Linked DNA regions of Mus musculus: regions 1, 2 and 3 are each linked to region 4. A link is a contact called in public Hi-C data. All regions are on one chromosome and are shown on one strand. Each heading gives the region's core, a stretch centred on a gene start, on an enhancer-like site or on the middle of the called end of the contact. The rest is flanking DNA. Distances are from core to core; before and after follow the strand shown. Region 1 holds the start of Foxo1 (forkhead box O1). Region 2 has its middle 66 kb from the start of Gm38537. Region 3 has its middle 90 kb from the start of Gm38537. Region 4 overlaps Gm30235 (a long non-coding RNA gene).

Region 1 (2,905 bases), core at 117-2,616, 420 kb after region 4:
ACCCCTCGCTCCAACAACTAAGCTAACTTTCACGCCTGCTCTGCCATTTCACTTAAGTTCCCAAACGAGCCCTGCCCGGGTCTCTCTAGAAGTCCCTCGCCTGCACCTGGTCCAAATTTGGCTCTGGGTCTCCGGGAAGCCCCCGCCACACCTGCCATTTCTCGCCCCGCTCTCTCCGTGCGCCCATCATTTCCGGGCCCCGAACACCCACACTGCCGACCCTCCGCCGGCCCCAACACATCCCCACCCCACCCCCCAGGGCCGCCCAGAGGCCGTTCACCTTCCAGCCCGCCGAGCTGTTGCTGTCGCCCTTATCCTTGAAGTAGGGCACGCTCTTCACCATCCACTCGTAGATCTGCGACAGGGTGAGCCTCTTCTCGGCTGAGCTCTCGATGGCCTTGGTGATGAGGTCGGCGTACGACAGGTTGCCCCACGCGTTGCGGCGCGACGAGCTGGTCTTGCGCGGCTGTCCCGCGAGTGGCCCCGCGGCGGCGGCAGCGGAGGGAGGCACGGGTGGGGGCTGCGACAGCGGCCCGGTCGGTGGGGGCTGTGGCGGCGCTGGGTGCACGCAGCCCGCCTCGGGGCCCTGGAAGTCCCCGCACAGGCCCCTGCTGGCCGCAGCCGCCGCCGCCACGGCCACGCAGCCTGGCGCCCGCGCGAAGTCCTCACTCTCCTCCAGCAGGCTCAGGTTGCTCATAAAGTCGGTGCTGACAGCGGACGCCGAGGCCAGGCTCGCCGCGGCGTCGGGGTTGGCGGCCGCGCCGCCCGACGGCGCCGGACTGGAGGTGGTCGAGTTGGACTGGTTAAACTCCGGCCTGGGCAGCGGCCAGGTACAGGAGCGCTGCCGGGGCAGCGGCTCGAAGTCCGGGTCGGTCTCCACCACCTGGGGCGCTTCGGCCATGGTGCCCCCGCCCCTCCCCCACCAGCAGAGAAGTACCGGGAGACGCGGCCACCGGGGGCGCGGAGCGGGCGACCCGAGTGTCGCTCCGAGATTGGGGGGCCGCGGACGGCGGACGCACGCCGGAGTCAGGCGCGGCGGGGCGCAGCGGACGGACGCGCCCAGAACTTAACTTCGCTGGGTCACCGGTGTCTAAGGAGCCTCCGAGTTCGTGCCTAGGACGGGGCACCGACCAGGCCGCGGAGCCCGGCAGCTCGGGCACCGCGCTCCCGCTGACAAGGGCCGCGGACGCCAAGGCAGACGGGCGGACGCTGCGGGCCGCTCTAGCTCTCCGCGGCCGCGCGACAGCGGCGCTGCTGCCTGTTGAATGTGGCGGCGGCGGGGACTGAAGCGACTCCGCAGACTCCCGTCTTACGGGATCTGCAGCGGGCTCCCCGCCCGCGGCGGCGCGCGCGCCGCCCCGCCCCTGACTGACAGGCTGCGCGGCCAATGGACGCGCGAAGTCTCCGCCGAAGCAGCCAATGAACGCGGGCCTGGGCGGGCGCTGCCTTCCCTCGGGAGGCGGCAGTAGGTTGGTGGGGGGCGGTGGGGTATTTTTCTTTCTCACACACTTTTTTTTTTTTTTCCAATCTCCGTTATTATTTTCTGTAATTCTCAAGTGTTTCTGAGTCTCTGGCGTCTCAGCGATCGGATTGCTAGGAGGCAAACCGGCGTGGAGGCGGCTACCATACTTTTGTTTACTACAGAGTGCAATCGAGTACTCCAGGCAGAGCCCAGACCCTGACTCCCGGGATGGCGCGGGGCCGCTGCGCGCTCCCGGACGCGACGTGGGCGGTGGGGCGCCTCGTGGATTCCACTCAAGCCCGCTCCGCCCACGCGTCTTCGCGCAGCTCTCGGGAAGTCGGTGGGGTTTGTTTTGGAGGAATGTTTTCTTAAGCTGGCATCTGCCCTGGCCGCCCCAGGCGCGCAGATCCTTCGGTGAAGACCCGTCGCTCTGCGGCTCCGGAGTAACCGCTTCCCACCCTACCTGTGCACACCTGCAAGACGAGCCTCTGCGGCTCGGTCCAGCCCCCAGCCTCCACTCATCCTGAACCCCAGAGAGGTGCGGCGCGGGGAGAACACTGTTGCACAAGCACCTAGCTCCAGTAGCGCCTCAGATCCGACGTCTTCTATGGGAACCGCTTTTCTGCCACGGGAATCTCACTTTTTCCTGAGGACCGGTGTGGTGGCTAAAGAGTCAGAGGAGCGCTTAGAGACAACTTTGTCACTTTATTACCCCTAATTAAGTTTAACTGCTTGCTTATTTCTTTTTTATTTAGCATGGAAGCGATGAGGTGTTGAAGTCGCAAAAGGAGATAAGCCCCAAGTGTTGGGGCACAGCTCCGCCCCTCAGTTCTTTAAACTCACAGAGTGAGCTCCCAGACCCGCGTATCTAACACACGTCCGGCGGAGCCAAAGGTAGAAAGACAGTGGTTCTTTTTGCCTTACAGAATAGAAGAAAATGTTCCCTCGCTTGATCCTCTGATTTGCTTTCTTTTTTAAAAAAAAAGAAATATGGGTGGCATTTTCTTTTATTGGCTAGGATGCTTTAGAATTGAAGATGCATATTAGGGCTTTAAATATGTCCAAAAACGCAGCTCCAAATGTCTTGTTGCGGTTGTACTTCGCTCTTCTTTCTTACGTGGAGTTTTTCTATGTAAAATGAGACTCCAAAAGAAAACCAGCCTTCTTACTCCTTCCACTTTGTCTCTAACGTCTCGCTAATCCAGGCCCCTATTCCCCTATTCATAATCCCTTTTTCTGAAACGGCTGCCTACTGATAAAAGTTTTGAGTGGCGATCCTGAACCAGAGGTGCCGAGGACAGTTTGGTTAACTGTCTCTTCACCTTGACTACAAAATTTGGCTTTGACAACCGCTGGGAGACTCGAGTAAATGGATGAGCCTAAGCAGGACCACAAAGAACAACCCTCTGGTGCTCCTTTGTAATCACACTCTGCCGAGGTGGG
Region 2 (2,750 bases), core at 115-2,614, 280 kb after region 4:
CTATCTATCTATCTGTTGTTTAAGACAGGATTCTCACTATATAGCTCTGTTTGCCCTGGAACTCACTGTAACCTAGAACAGCCTCGGAACTCACAGAGACCCCTGCCTCTGTCTCCTGAGTGCTGGGATTAAAGGTGCCACACCTGTGCTTGGCTTTTTCAAAGAGCCTCACTTTTAAAGTTTTGTGAACGTCCAGAAATGAAACTTTAGAAAAACGTTTTGAGGCCAGTAAATTCCAAGGCCATCTTCGATTCTGTCTGGTCCCGAGGACTCATTTCTATGTCCTGGGATATTTATGATTTTGCATCAAACAGGATAACTAAAGTAAAACAGAAATAGAAAAAGTTTCAGTGCCCTGCCTACAGCTTCTAAAAGTTAACTATTTGGCAATGCTTCCCAGTCCTTAAACGCTATTCCCGAGGAGAGCGAACACTTCTAGCACCTCCCTCGCCCATTCTGGCGTTCTGCCCCTCCCAAGCCACCTGGCCCCAGTTCCTGACGCCCACCCAAGTGGTCCTGCCTCAAGGGTCATCCAGCTGAGCTCCCACTGTGCCTGTGAGCCTCTTCCAGGGATGTCCCCACTGAGGCGTGTGAACAAATGCCCTGTACAGACTCCCAGGCACAGGCAGAGCAAAGCAAGACAGCTTTGAGGCATCTGCCAAGGAGGGCGAAGGCCGGCTTTGAAAGCACTTCTCCGAGAGTTTGCCAACTCGTGGGACTTGGCAAGCCCAGACAACAGCGCTAAGGCAGAGAAAGCCCCTGGATCGGCCTCCCAGGAGGGCTCCACGCCCACCCCCACCCCCTTCTCTTTTCACCAGACCCAAGAGATGCAGGCCTGGTGAGGGAGCCGGTGGGCTCAGGCCTGATGAACGGAGGCTACCTCTCAGCGGCCCCATCCCCACCCCATCACGGCTGCCGCCCTCAATCGGGAAGCACGCCTCTCTCCTGCTAGCTAATGGCTGAGAAAAGGGCAGCGGTTTTCCAAGTTTGTGGGGCACGCAGGAGTGGCCAGGCAAGGACTGAGATCAGACAGAGGTGACAGAAGTATGAAAAGGAAGCAGTAAAAATCCGCCAGCCACAGGCGACGCCCTCTCTGCTCTGGGCGACAGTCAGGCCCGTGATTCAGCGCGAATAAAGAGCCCATAGGGGGAGTCTGGTTGGGAGTTGAGTGCGCCAAACTTTGTCATAACTCAGATTCTTCATCTGTGAAAGAGGCATGAAAGACTTGCGCCCTTGGGAGCCACTCGGTAAAGTCTCCTCGTTTAATCAATTCACAAATTGCAAATCTAAATCCTAAATGCCCAATCCACTGGTCTGCAGTAATGGACGAATAAGGACAGGCTGTTTGTTTTCCCTGCCCTGCTCTCCAAGGCCCCAGACTCACAGCGGGCAGGACGTTCTTCCTGTGGCTGCCAGAAAGAGTGCAGAGGGCAGTGTTATTCAAGGTCATTTGCAAGAGGCGAGGACCTACCTGCCACAAAGGGTCCTTGAGAAAATGCAAATGGCCTAGGATTTAAGGCAGGACTCCCACTGGGAAGAGCAACCCGGGGCACCTGGAAAATTTAAAAGTAGAAAAGAAAGCCTGTAGCCTGCAGAGGTAGGTCGGGGGCAGAACTGTCAGCCCTGGATTATTCTAGCCCCATCAACGCTAAAAAAAAAAAAAAAAAAAAATTGAAAATTAAGCACCAGGTCACTCTAGAGGGCAGAGTGAGGATTTAAAGTGTTTCTGGCCTATAGGGAAAGACACACCCTCCAGGTGGCAGAACTACCATACACCCTCAAGGCAGTTAAGAAGGGAACCATTCCAGTCAGGACTCCCAAGAGGGGCTGGGGGCAGAAGTCAGCTCTCTGTCGACCTGCTCTGGGCACCCTTACCTCCCCTGGGTGATTCTGAGTGCAACTGCTGGTTCGTGTCAAAATCTGACCGGAGGCCACGCACAGGTGCAGGAGCACAGGAAGGCATCCTCGGAAGGAAGCCGCCTTGCCTGATTTAGCTAGATTTTTGTTTTTCCTTTGTGGCTTTGAAGTGGCAGTTTCTAGGGAAACCTCGACACCCTCTGAAGGGGTAGGGGGGGTGGTGCGTTGGAAGGTGGGGGGGGGGGGGCGACTAAGGACTGCAGGACATCTCCGAACTGAGGCCACAAGGCTATCAGATAAGCCCAGGCCTGGGGCAAGTTAAGAGCCAATCTGTTGACACTGGAGATGAGAGCAGCACTCCTGTCCTCTGATCTGGCAGCCAGCAGAGTGGCCAGACCAACACACGCCTGACTGATGCCTGAAGATGCCGAGGAAGGGCTGAGGGGACAGAAGACCAAGCAACTGACTTCTCTTAGGAGGCTTCCCAGAGGGCTTCCTGGAAGAGGTGGCTCTTGTGTTTGTTACTGAATGAAGGGTCGGATTTCCATAGCTAGGGAAGGCAGGTAGAGGGGAAAACAGAAGCCCAAACCGACAGTAATAAGAACAAACCCATGGCTAGATTATAGGGTGAGAGGCTTGGGGGAGGGGGGGGGCGAGCATCCCAGCCAGTTTCAAGATGTTGAAAATGAGGACGAGGACAATTCTGAGGGAGAGAAGAGCATTCCTAATTCTGTCTGTACGTTAACTCAGGCCACACTGCAGAGACAGGCAGTGTTTGGAATCCTCTAGAAGACCTGACTGAGTGAGAGAAGAAGCTGAAGCACGGAGTCTGAGCCAGTGGTATGAGGGTAGGGAAAAGGTGACCCAGGTTATAGATCAGACAGGCTGGGCAC
Region 3 (2,999 bases), core at 395-2,894, 310 kb after region 4:
GCTGAAAACAGAGCCAGGCATCTGAGCATTTGGCTTCTGTTCTGTAAAAGCATCCATACAGAAAGAGGACCAAGGCATCAGGGAAGGGGGGGAGGGGCCAGGAAAGCAGAGGCGGGCAGAAAGAGTCTCAGTGAAGGGGGGGAAAGGACCGCCATGAAAGCAGTGACTTTAAGATGGTCCTGGTTCTCTTTTAGGACAAGGTATACTCATGGGTCACAGCACTGTAGGAAGTAAATGAAAATGAGGAACATCATAAGAAGATGCAGTAAGAGAGGCCATGGTGGAGTGGGGAGGGGAGCAAGGCAATGGAAGAAAGCAACACCTGGCACTCGGAAAACAGCAACAATTGTATCAGAAAGCATGAAAGTATCCCGAGATGGGACAAGAAACATGGTGACCCAATCCAACTAGATCATGTTGGCAGTCTCCCTTCAGGACTCATTTCCCGGATTTTCTTTAGCTGCTCAAAGTGTCCTCTTCCGTTTCCAGGAAGGATTGCTCAGGTTGTAAAAGGGACGCTGAAGACTGAGGGGGTTGGGGGGGGGGCTGAACCCTCCCACTTTAACCTTAACTAAACTTTAACGTAACCACTTTAACTAGTGTGTGTGTGACTTTGCCAGCTCACCCAAGTTCCCAATGACCCTCTCTCAGCTGTGGAGTGTTTTACCTACCGGAATAACTTGGTGTTTGCAATCTCTTCCTCTTGTCTTTTGTCCTAATTAAACATATTTCCTCTTCCAGTTGGCCAGGTCTATGTTGAGTGGTTTTTTTTTAAATTTTTTTTATTACATATTTTCCTCAATTACATTTCCAATGCTATCCCAAAAGTCCCCCATACCCTCCCCCCCACTCCCCTACCCACCCATTCCCACTTTTTGGTCCTGGCGTTCCCCTGTACTGGGGCATATAAAGTTTGTGTGTCCGATGGGCCTCTCTTTCCAGTGATGGCCAACTAGGCCATCTTTTGATACATATGCAGCTAGAGTCGAGAGCTCTGGGGGTACTGGTTAGTTCATAATGTTGTTCCACCTACAGGGTTGCAGATCTCTTTAGCTCCTTGGATACTTTCTCTAGCTCCTTCATTGGGGGCCCTGTGCTCCATCCAATAGCTGACTGTGAGCGTCCACTTATGTGTTTGCTAGGCCCCGGCCTAGTCTCACAAGAGACAGCTATGTTGAGTTTTAAGTGATCAGTTTTCTCACCAAGTACAGGGTCAAATACATATTTCTGTTTCTGTTTCTTTTTCTATCTTAAATTCCCTTTGCCTACCATGATTTTCTCTATGCCTATTTGATTCTTAGACACAAGCACAAATCAAAGGCCCAGGGAAGGAAATTCATGCTGGAAGGAAAGGAACCCTTCTATTCTGTTGGCTACAAAAACATCTGAAACGCCATCACTAAGTTGCTTGGCAACTCAGAAAAATATTGTTGTGATTAAACAAAAATTATCTGGAGTAAATTCACAATGAAACAGCTAAAAAGCATTATATCATCCTACATTGCACCATTAAGATATGAACAGCCAGGCACTTTGGGCCAGATAACCTCAAAGAAAACAGAAACATATATACAACGTAGCCAGGAGCAGGCAGGCCAGGAAATGCCTGGACAGGGATCAGAAGTTCTGGGTAATTCTTAGAGCCTTTGAGGCACTCCGTGCTATTCATCTGCAAAAAGATCAAGCAGAATTAATGAGCTCTGACATTTCATGACTCAAGAGAAGCAATAAAAAAAATTTAAAAAAATGGGGAGTAGGGGCCAGTTGTCTGAACTACAGCATCACAGGCCTAGCAGGGCTGAAACTATCCGAGCTCCTTAGTTCAGTCTCCGGGGCAGCTGGCTGGGTGGTCGAAAGCCACCAGTGCCAATGCATTCACACAGGCGTCAGAAGAGCTCAGCATCACGAAAGCTGCTCGTCCTGTTCAGTCAAAGAGTACCTACCTCCTAGACACTTCTCCAAGACTATAATAATGAGCAACTCTAGAGTCATGGAGTTCCAGAAAAACTAAAGCAACTCCTTATAGAAATTGCAAACAAGTAGATGATACTAACCGCCAAAATGGTTAAAAATTGAAGATGCTGAGTTCAGTTCTAAACAGCACAGCTGTGTGAACCCAACACAATCAAGGCTCAGGGGACACCACAGACAAGGAGGCAGAAAAAAAAATGGAAGAGCTGAGGGTTGGAGAGATGGCTCAGTGGTGGTGATGAACCCTGGCTACTCTCGCAGAGGACTCAGGTTCTGTTCGCAGCACCCAATGGCAGCTCACAGGTCGAGGTGATCTGACACAGTCTTCTGACCTCCATGGGTGCTATGCAGAGATATGAACAGACTCACATATAGGCAAAATTCCCACACCAGTAAAAATAAAAATAAATAAATCCTTTAAAAAAAGAAAGAAGCGTCTAAGAGCTGTAGGATAGGGAGGAGAGCTGTGAAAAGTCGTCTTTCAGACATAAAGTGGCAATGTCAATCATAGTCCCACGGCAGTTACAGTGATCTGCACAAGATCTATAGAAGACCAAGTCAGCAAAGCATCTGCATAGATGGAGACGATGATTTCCAGATGATCTCCATCTCTTACTAGGAGCTATTGGCAGTGGATACTTACTGGAGACAAGACTCATTCTTTTTGAGGATCGGGCCACTGGTGGATTTCCCATCATGTCCTGGGTGACTCCTCTGAGAGGCCTGACCCACCAACTGACTCAGACAGAGGCATACACCCACAGCCAAACAATAGATGGAGCTTAGGGACTCTTATGGAAGAATAGGAGGAAGGATTGCAGACCCTAAGGAGATAGGAACTTCACAGGAAGACCAATAGAATCAACTAACTTGGACTCTTGAGGCTCTCAGAGACTGAGCCAAAAACCAAAGAACATACATAGATGTTGTGTTCACAGATGTCATTTTTAGGGACCTAGGGTGCCTACACATATATAGCAGATGTGCACCTTGGTCTTCATGTGGGTCCTGAACAACTGGAATGAGCG
Region 4 (2,889 bases), core at 160-2,659:
CCACCAGACGCTGTGTGGGGAAGCCTTCATTCCAGAAGCTTACACTCAGAGGCTGGGTTACGGTTAGACCAAGAGAAAGAAGCATCAAAACACAAGTTTACCTCAGGGGAGGCCGCCTTCCCTAGGCTCTTCCTGATGGGACTGCATATCACTTATCCCAGGGCCTTTAATTAGAGTTCATGTTATATGGGTATCAAGCAATGCTTTCGGTGTTAATTAATGATGCTATGAAGTCCTAATGCCCACCTAAGCACAAATGAACTTGAGCTAAGGAAAACTTTGTGCATATTAATTGAGAGAGCCATGTTCTGTAAAAACTTTATAGAGAAGCCATTTTCTGTGGTGAAATATAATTTCATGGCCTTTTCTGGGCTTCTAAGTAGCACCTGCAAGATGATGCTCTCATTCCAATCCACAAAGGCAGGGGAACCCAGACAGATTATTTATTTTTCTCCTTTAAAAAATATCACCATCATCATCATCACCACCACCATCATCATCATCATTCCGAGTCTGTGTGTGGGCCTGAGTTTATGTGTAACACATGTCCGCAGGAGTTTGGGCAGGACAGATGAACTGGGTTACAGGCAGCTGTGAACTCCAGATGAGTGCTGGCTACAGAATCAGGGTCCTCGGCAAGAACAGCAAGCACCCCTCACCACTGAGCCCTCCTCAGCCTGCAGAGAGCTCATTTTAGGCTGAAATGCCCACTGTGACACAGGCACGTTATTGGCCATTTTTGCTGACCATGCAGCTCTTGGGGCCGCATAAGACTTGAGTTCTGTATAGGTTTTCCTGAGAGCCATAGAAAAAGCATTAAGGAGTAACGCCATAAAAATAAGTCCTTGCCCATCTTACTGACAGATAGGAGGAAACCCCATGGCTGCTCAGGGTGACGGCATCTCGGCATCTGGGAACAGGCAGTTTGAACAGTTGTGAACCAGACCCTGGTGTTCAGAATGGTCAGCTTGCCTAGGAACTCTGGCTGGGAAGGGAGGAACCCATGTTCCCAGAAGGGCAGAGCCACCACAGCCCAACAACCCCAGCAGCTCGCTCCCAATTATCCACCCCAGTCTAACTTCAGAAAAATTTATTCAGCAAATTGCAGAACTTTTTGGCACTAGACTCAGAAAAAAAAATTCCAACAGTGAACTCAGATCCAAGAAAACCTGTCATCTCTTAGTCGTCTCTTCTTGCAGGAAGGAGGAAAAAAATGATCCAGACATTTTCCAAGAGAAAATAAACTCTCAAGGCTTAGGCAGGGGCTTGCAAGTTTGGATAAAAATTCTCAACTCAAAAAGGTGGTTGTCGAGTTGACAACGTGCCTCCCTCCCACACCCGTACTAAATCACCACTCCAGGGTGTGACTCAGGGAGTGTGGAAGCTCTGGGCTCATCTCGTAAACACAGAGTTTCCATGCCCATGTTCTAGATTCCTTGCTAGCTAGCCCAGTGCAACTCCGGGTCAGGGCAAATAAGGTAAGGAGACCATTCAAGTTCAACTTCAAAAGCCATTCTTCTCTGGGCTAAAGTGCAGGAGAGGCCAAAAGAACTGTTTTCCCTATTGTCTGGCACTGAGCTGCTGACAAGGAAGAAATATGAAGACTTGGCGGAAAATCAAACTCTAACAATAAGCGAGCTACACAAGGAGAGCCTTCAGTGTGGCTGTCCTGCAGGCACTCCTCCTGCTACTTTGTGAGGTCTAAGAAAGCTGTGGGAACTTTGTCCTTGTCCCTCCCCATGCCATCCTCTACCTGAGTGTTCCTCAGCAGTCCTTTGCTTTATGCCCGGTAAGCCAAGGGGCAGAGATCCCTCAGAGCTGGCAGTCCATGGAGCAGAGTCAGTGAGTGGCAGGTGTCTTCCTGCTCTGAGATGAGTCAGTCCACTGCTAATCCACCTGTTGGGGGAATTATCACTGAGACACAGTATTGAGCATGATAATCAAGATTGAGTGAAGCCGGGCGTGGTGGCACATGCCTTTAATTCCAGCACTTGAGAGGCAGAGGCAGGTGAATTTCTGAGTTCGAGGCCAGCCTGGTCTACAGAGTGAGTTCCAGGACAGCCAGGGCTACACAGAGAAGCCATGTCTCAACTCCCCCCCCCCCCAAAATGACTGAGTGAAGCTCTGTGAGTCCTTAGGTGGGAATGTCTATACCCTGTCATCTTCCACACTGTCCCATGCTCGTGCATACACACACGAACACACACACACACACACTTTTCTCTCAATGCCAGAGTTGTCATGCTTTTATTATAACATAGTCACCCATTCATCAGATATTACACCCCTCCTACTATACTTCTCCATATTTTCCCATCTCCATCTTCCATTAGTACCCCCTAATTATGCAATCTATTTTCGTTAGGGTTCACTATTATTGCCCATGCTATCCAGGTCATCTCATAAAATCATTTTCGCCTAAGTACCAAGCCTTTCAAGGAGAAATAGGTTAATGCAAGAAGTGAGTTAAAGCTGACAGTCCAGGGAGTGGAGTTTTGATGGGGCTGGAGTAAGCAGGACTAGTTAATTCGCAACAGATGAACTAAAGTTCATTTGAGTGAAGGAAGTGGCCCATTCATTGGCTTCTGAGATGGGGGAGGGCAGACAGCTAGAGAGGAGCCCTGTAGGTCCATTTTCTATTGTGAGCCAGACCAAAAATCCAGGTGACAGAAGGTTGATTCTTTCTGTGGCCTTCAAGGGAGAATCTGGTGTTTGGTTTGTGGACAGATTTCTGCCTTACACTTACAGGACTGGGGTTCCTGTACTCTTGCTGGCTTTCATGTGTAGGCCAGTCCTAATTCCTAAAGGCACCAATATTCTTCCTCCTCCTAACCCATCTGTGATGGGCCAAGACTGTAACATGGTTCAAAGCACTCCTTTACTGTCTCT

What was found. A called contact is a pair of places that touch in the nucleus more often than the background predicts.
Region 1: a contact with region 4 is called in a Hi-C map of uterus, with 4 times the contacts expected there. The contact joins the promoter of Foxo1 here to the enhancer-like site in region 4. A contact is called at or near these places in 13 of 39 promoter capture datasets (the 3T3-L1 cell line, 3T3-L1-derived adipocytes, the HPC-7 cell line and 8 more), 3 of 15 datasets of contacts at CTCF or cohesin (the NIH/3T3 cell line, embryonic stem cells and large pre-B cells), 15 of 484 Hi-C or Micro-C datasets (the C2C12 cell line, cerebral cortex, embryonic fibroblasts and 6 more), 29 of 115 datasets of contacts at active chromatin or transcription factors (the 230-238 cell line, the SCID.adh cell line, T-cell acute lymphoblastic leukemia and 20 more) and 4 of 9 other capture datasets (adipose tissue, embryonic stem cells, liver and 1 more).
Region 2: a Hi-C map of uterus shows a contact between it and region 4. The contact joins two enhancer-like sites. A contact is called at or near these places in 1 of 15 datasets of contacts at CTCF or cohesin (the NIH/3T3 cell line), 6 of 484 Hi-C or Micro-C datasets (embryonic fibroblasts, epidermal suprabasal cells, muscle stem cells and 2 more) and 2 of 115 datasets of contacts at active chromatin or transcription factors (T-cell acute lymphoblastic leukemia and memory CD8 T cells).
Region 3: a Hi-C map of uterus shows a contact between it and region 4, with 4 times the contacts expected there. The contact joins two enhancer-like sites. A contact is called at or near these places in 3 of 484 Hi-C or Micro-C datasets (bone marrow-derived macrophages and uterus).

The regions. Positions count from the first base shown.
Region 1 is chr3:52,266,798-52,269,702 of GRCm38.p6, reverse strand. Foxo1 (forkhead box O1) reads right to left here and starts at 1,366. Exons shown (of 3, transcript NM_019739.3): 1 at 281-1,366. The coding sequence starts at 901.
Region 2 is chr3:52,399,640-52,402,389 of GRCm38.p6, reverse strand. No RefSeq gene overlaps it. Among named protein-coding and RNA genes, the nearest start is that of Gm38537, 66 kb to the left of the region's middle. Within about 2 kb of position 1,364, at least 211 of the 459 cell types and tissues checked have an H3K27ac peak or open chromatin away from gene starts, as enhancers often do. A contact at or near this core is called in embryonic fibroblasts, muscle stem cells, myocytes and 1 more, where this site is marked.
Region 3 is chr3:52,375,831-52,378,829 of GRCm38.p6, reverse strand. No RefSeq gene overlaps it. Among named protein-coding and RNA genes, the nearest start is that of Gm38537, 90 kb to the left of the region's middle. Within about 2 kb of position 1,644, at least 8 of the 459 cell types and tissues checked have an H3K27ac peak or open chromatin away from gene starts, as enhancers often do. A contact at or near this core is called in uterus, where this site is marked.
Region 4 is chr3:52,684,476-52,687,364 of GRCm38.p6, reverse strand. It overlaps Gm30235 (a long non-coding RNA gene), which reads right to left. Exons shown (of 4, transcript XR_867280.1): 3 at 1,754-1,896. Among named protein-coding and RNA genes, the nearest start is that of Gm30235, 36 kb to the right of the region's middle. Within about 2 kb of position 1,409, at least 76 of the 459 cell types and tissues checked have an H3K27ac peak or open chromatin away from gene starts, as enhancers often do. A contact at or near this core is called in the C2C12 cell line, adipose tissue, embryonic fibroblasts and 5 more, where this site is marked.